Linked DNA regions of Canis lupus: region 1 is linked to region 2. A link is a contact called in public Hi-C data. All regions are on one chromosome and are shown on one strand. The core of a region is the stretch at or near the end of the contact, and the rest is flanking DNA. Distances in the headings are between cores, read along the strand shown.

The links. A called contact is a pair of places that touch in the nucleus more often than the background predicts.
Region 1: a contact with region 2 is called in a Hi-C map of amygdala, with 20 times the contacts expected there. The contact joins the promoter of ZAR1L here to the promoter of RFXAP in region 2. A contact is called at or near these places in 2 of 9 Hi-C or Micro-C datasets (amygdala and blood).

The regions. Positions count from the first base shown.
Region 1 is chr25:7,849,939-7,852,883 of UU_Cfam_GSD_1.0, forward strand. ZAR1L (ZAR1-like protein) reads left to right here and starts at 1,361. Exons shown (of 4, transcript XM_038573332.1): 1 at 1,361-2,511. The coding sequence starts at 1,846. It overlaps BRCA2 (BRCA2 DNA repair associated), which reads right to left and starts at 46. Exons shown (of 27, transcript NM_001006653.4): 1 at 1-46.
Region 2 is chr25:3,934,294-3,937,203 of UU_Cfam_GSD_1.0, forward strand. RFXAP (regulatory factor X-associated protein) reads right to left here and starts at 1,603. Exons shown (of 3, transcript XM_038573224.1): 1 at 1,054-1,603. The coding sequence starts at 1,536.

The DNA of each region.
Region 1 (2,945 bases), core at 111-2,610, 3.9 Mb after region 2:
GCGCCAAGCCCCAGCAGCTCCGCCTCCGCCTCCGCCGACCTTCTTTCAGATCCTCGCGCCAAAAACCCGCTCCGCCGACGCGACACGCAGTGACGCATGACGCGACACGCAGCGTGCGCGCCTCCCGGAAGTCGGGTTCTGGGCAGGGGGCAGGGGGCGGGGAGCGGGCGGCGGGCGGCGGGCGCGTCCGTGTGGCGAAAGCCGAGTCCTCGTTCGGCTGCTGGGCGGTCGGCCTGGAACCGTGTGAAGAGGGAGTCGGGGTGCTCGCTCTCCTCTCCCTGAGCCCTTCGCAGCTCGACGCGGCGCTGCTGGGGGTCACCGCGCCCCGTGTATACTCCCCGCCTCCTCCCCATTCTCTCTACTCCACCTCGCGTTTGGGTGGCCGCGGGCGGCCTGACCCGGGGTCTTTGACAGACCTTTACTCTGCCCGTAGAGCGGGCGTCCGCCCGCCAGTGTCAACGTGGTTGTGGCCGACTGCCCCGGTGGCTGGATCGGGATGCGACCTGGACCAGCGGGCGTCAGTTAGTCCGTGGGCTGCTCCTGGGTGGCCGGTTTCCGAGCCCTCGAAGCCGGCTTGCCCCCTTGAAAACCTGTGGAACCACTTTAACCCGCTCCTGCAGTGTTAGGCGCTGCACCTTCCGCGGGCTCCCGCAGCGTCCTTTACATTCTCGGGGGGCCAGTCACCTGGCTCTGCCTGTCTTCTCTCCAAGTCGCCCTGGGAGAAGGGTCTGTGGCATTAGCACGAAGCTTAATTCAGGTTTGTTGTATAACCTAGAAAACTTTCAGCTGGTGTGGACTGAGCTACCCCTAGGCCTTGGTGCTTCCGGGAAGCTCTGGAGCAGTAAACAGCGAAACAGCCTTGGATTAGAAAAAGGGTGGCCTCTAGCTGGCTACATAGGCGGCGCTTTAGTTGGATCGTAGTCTTTAGCTGCAGCAGGGAGCCTTCCCGACACAGACACTGAAGCCTGTGGTGGTTCCCGCTTACTGAACATTCATGATTTATTCTGTTTTGTGCTATGTAGTAGTATCACATTAAATCTTATTTAAAAAATCCTGTAAATTGGTTAGTATTGTCAGATGGGGAAACCAAATCATCTGGTTAAGTAACTTGCCTAGTGACAAGGCTCAGGTTTCCATTCAATTCCCTTTGATTTCAGATACATAGCCCGTGTTTCAGTTTCCATTTACCCTGTAAATTAAAACAACTTGCTTTTTTCACCTTTTTGGAAATGGGTCCTCACTAGGAGTGAGTTAATGAGAACTGTTGGCATGCAGTAAGACCCTCTGAAATACATTTTCTCGCACTATATACACCCCTACACCCCCCCCCCCCCCCCCCCCCCCCCGCCCATAACACTATTCTCCTTGCTTCTGTGGCTCTAGGGTCTTTGTATTCATTAGCTCTGCCGTAATATACTCTTCTACTTTGCTGCTTCAATAACTTACTACTTGTATTTGATTTACTATATGCTTTAAAACAAGATCTCTAAAATAGTTATTATAGGATACACGGGTGACTTGCTGATGAAAGCATGTGTGTGAATAAGAAGTCAGAAATAAAAAACAGCTTTGAAAAAGATTCAGGAAGAGTGTATTGGAGAGGTAGGGAAGAGCAATTAGGAATCAGGTGGAAATTAGACCTCTAGATAGGTAGATCTCCTGTCCTCCTTTAATTAGGGTAATAGGCAGCAGCTCCCATTGGAATCTGAAATAAAGGGAGAAGCTTGGAATGAACCTGTACTAACTTGATCAGGAAAAAGAAGGGGTGGATGAAGGTGGAAGGCAAAACTAGGAGACAGAAACCGCCCAGGAATATTGTGCTGCGCCTGGGCACCAGGTGAGCAGATGGAGCGTCTTGTCCGTGTTCCCTATGGCTTGTACCAGGGCTATGGGAATACAGTGCCTTTGGGTCATCCTGGACTCTCTGAACACGAACAGCCTGACTGGAGGCGAAATACTGGTCCCCCCAATTTCCTGGCCAGGCCTGGGTTGCTGGTGCCTGCCAATGCCTCTCACTACTGCATGGACCCTTACAAGAGGGCACAGCTTAAGGCCATTCTCTCTCAGATGAACCCCAGTCTGAGCTTGCAGCTTTATAGGGCCAACACCAGGGAAGTGGGTGTGCAAGTGAGCCCACGGGTAGACAAGTCTGTGCAGTGCTCGCTGGGGCCTCGCACCCTGTGCAGCCGCTCCCCTTGGGGCAGTGCAGGCCACAAGGCACCCCTGACAGCCTGGGGAGTCTATTCACCAGTCATGGGCCACAGGAGCTTGATTCAGCTGCAGAGGGAAGGGGAAGACCAAGAGAGGAAGGCTCTTTTGCATCCCACTGAGGCCAGTGAGCAGCAGCAGCAGCAGCCACCACCAATGCCAAGGTCAGAAGAAGACAAGCAGGAGGAGCCTCACCAGCACAATGAGTTGGAGGAGGAAGACGCCTCAAGTCCTCGGAAAGAGAAGAGTAAGCAGGCACAGGGAGTTGGTGGAGCAGATCTGCTCAGGAAACCCACTTTCCAGGTGAACTTTCTCCTACCTGTCCTCAGGTCTCAGCTAGCCTCATCCCACCTTTCTCTTTTCCATTTCTGGGCCAACAGAGCAAAATCGTCTTTCACTTTCTCCTTTTACTTGATGGAGAGGTAGTTCTGGAAATGTGTTTTACGTGGCCTATAGGTTTTGTAACTTTTTGGTCAAATAGGGGGACAACTTTAAACATGTGAAAACAGAAAGTCTCATGGCCATTACTATTGGAAATGAGATAGGTGGGGTTTCAACTCAAGTATGTGATCAGATTTTTGTTCGGGGAGATTGTGCTGGTGGCAGTTGAAAGAACATGAGAAAAGTACGAGAGACAAGGATTATTCTGGGATTCTTGTTTCCGAGAAATGAGCTGCTAAATTATCATGGTTGCCTTGATAATAACTATGAATGGGGTTAAGGGATACTTTTTGTTT
Region 2 (2,910 bases), core at 353-2,852:
GTACAATGTGAATAGAATAAAATAAACGCATGTAAACAAAAAAAAAAAAAAAAGCAATGCTTTGTAAAGCATTGGCTTTAACCTTCAACACAGTTCAAATCAAACACTCCAAAAATCTTTCTGAGATTTACACCTCATTATTATTATTCCATTTTCTTTTCTAAGAGCACTAAGAAAAGATCTAGTAAGGGACAGAGACGACCTGGGTGGCTCAGTGGTTGAGTGTCTGCCTTTAGTTCAGGGCCTGATCCTGGAGTCCCGGAATCGAATCCCACATTGTGCTCCCTGCATGGAGGCTGTTTCTCTCTCTGCCTCTCTCTCTCTCTCTCTCTGTCCCTCTCTCTGTCTCTCGGGAATAAATAAATAAAATCTTAAAAAAAAAACTTAAAAGAAATAAAAATTCTGTAATTATTACCTTTAAAAAAAGGTGAGAATAGGGTACTAAGAACAAGGATACTGAGAACAAGGTATAAAGTACAGGGTACTAAGCATGGGAGTACTGAGAACACGTCTATTAAGTATAAGGCTACCGAGACCAGATTTACTGAGAACACAGTACAAAGAATAAGATTAACTGAGAACAGGACACCAAGAACAGAATACCAAGCACAGGGGTACTAGAACAGCTTGCTTAAGAATAGGGATACTGACAACAGGATGCTGTGAATAGGGTAATGAAATCAGAAAAAGATCACCTTCTCCAAAGTACGATTTCATCGAGGTTCCTGTCTCTTTGCTCCTTTAACGATGAACCAGATCAATCACTTACTATCTGTCCTTCCAGCCCATATCCCAGATGTTTGAAATGCCGGAGCTGCTGATGTGTCACATCATTTCCGCGGACATCTATTCATCTATCACAAGGATGCAACAGAACTGCTAAGGCTTTTGCACATGTCTGTATAAACTTTAATTTAGGACAAGTACTCACTCACTCTCAGCCACAAGTCCAGCTACAGCAACCCGGCCCATCTGGGGCGGCGGCTAAGAGTGGAGTTTCTTCTAACCACCTCCCACTCCCCCAAGCCCAAGGCCCCGGCTAAGGTCTGATACCTCCAGTCTGACGTTTCCTGTGCTGCCGGCCTGGGCGGCCCCACTGCAGTTCAGGGCCTGGTCACTTTTCTTCTTTTTGTACTTGTCCTTGTACATCTTGTTGCGGTGTTTCTTGCACATCCAAGGCTTGCGCTGCTTGGCCACCTGGCTCGTGGTCTCGCTGCAACCCTCGAAGGTGCAGGTCTTGCTCGTGCTGCCCCCGCCGCCGCCCCGTCGCCGGGCTCCGCCGCTGCCACCCTCGCCCCCGGAGTGGGTCTCCTCGTCCTCCAGGTCCTCCAAACTAGCCGTGCTCTCGCCTCCCCCCGGGGCGTCAGAAGCGTCCAGCAGGTCGGCCTCGTCGTCCCCCGCCTCCTCCTCGCCGGCCCCCGCCACCTCGCACAGGTACCGAATGGGCTTGCCCGCCCCGGCGCCGTCCCCCAGGGCCGGAGCCCGCCTCGGGACGCCCTCGGCCGCGGAGTCGTCCTGCCCGCCGCAGGGGTGCATCACCAGGAGGGCGAACTGCGAGGCGGCGGCCGGGACAGGGGCCGGAGCCAGGGCCTGGCCCGGAGCAGGGGCGGGGGCGGGGGCGGGGGCGGGGGCGGGGGTGGGGGCCCCGGGGCGGAGCGCGCCGCAGGCTGCGCCCGGCCCCGCACCGTCGACGACACCCTGCACCTCCGTGCTGCTGACACCTTGCGGGGTCCACGACCCCAGCCCCTCAGCACCCGCAGGGCCCAACGGCTCTCCGCACCCCAGAGTCCGCGCAAGCCGGCGGGAAACAGGTCGGCTCCGCGGGCAGCCCCGACTGCGCCTGCGCCTGCGCCTGGGCCTGGGCCTGCGCCTGCGCGGGAGCGTTCCCACGCCAGGGACCTTTCTGGGAACGCGGCGTCTCTGACGGGCGGGGCTCAGTCCCCCGCGCAGGAACTGACTGCGCAAGCGCGGCGCTGGCGGCGGCGGCGGCGGGTTGGTCGGCGCCGCAGCGGCCGCGCTGCCCGCTGTGTGTGGACGCGAAGCTCCTGGGCGCCCGGTAAGACGGCGCTTTTTTGCTGCAACCTATTGTGTTTAAAAAGTTTCAGAACACTTGTGAGCTGGAACTCCACGGTGCAGAGTTTGTTCCTGAGCGATTTCATGTCTGTGGCGTTCGGACGCTACTGACCATCGTTCGCCCCACGCTGCCTGGAGTCGGGGAATGCGAAGCTGGGGTGTGGTGGGCGGTGTCCCAACCCGGGGCTCGGGGCATCAGTCCAGGACGGCAGAGGCGGCCCGTTTGAAAATCGGATAGCGGAGAAGGACACTTGGGGCCCAAGTTCAATTTGTGTTGAGATCCGACATGATTTGTTCCTGATAAATTTGTTTTTTCTCTTGACATTTACTGTCATTTGCTATGACTGCTAGGGTAGGTCTTTTAATGACGTTTTCATTCATAGCAGTGAAAATGCGTGAAAGGCAACCGTGGATGACAAATGTTAAAAAAGAGAACAGTAAATGATCTGTCATTTTTGCCAGTTGTTGCCCACTTGCTGGTTGCTAAATCTTAAATTAGCCAAATCTCACGGGGGGGAAATGATCCTGACAGGTCTTGAACGAAACTGTCAAGGGGTTGTGCTCCTTCCATTTATCCCTTGCTCCTTGCCTCGTCGGGTTTTGCACTCCACCTTTTGCCAAGGAAAGCGATGACTATCCAACCAATGATAAGTGCGCGCACATTAAGGCGTTTAGATGCTGATGTGTGAGTAGATCAGCAGCTGCATTTCCAAGAGAGGTACGGCGGGTAGAAGAAAGTGTGGCCTTAGACAGACCTGGGTGGCACTGCCCTGTGTGACCAGGTCTAGTTAGTGACAGCCTCTGAGCTTTGGCTTTCTCAGTGGTGACAGGGTCAGG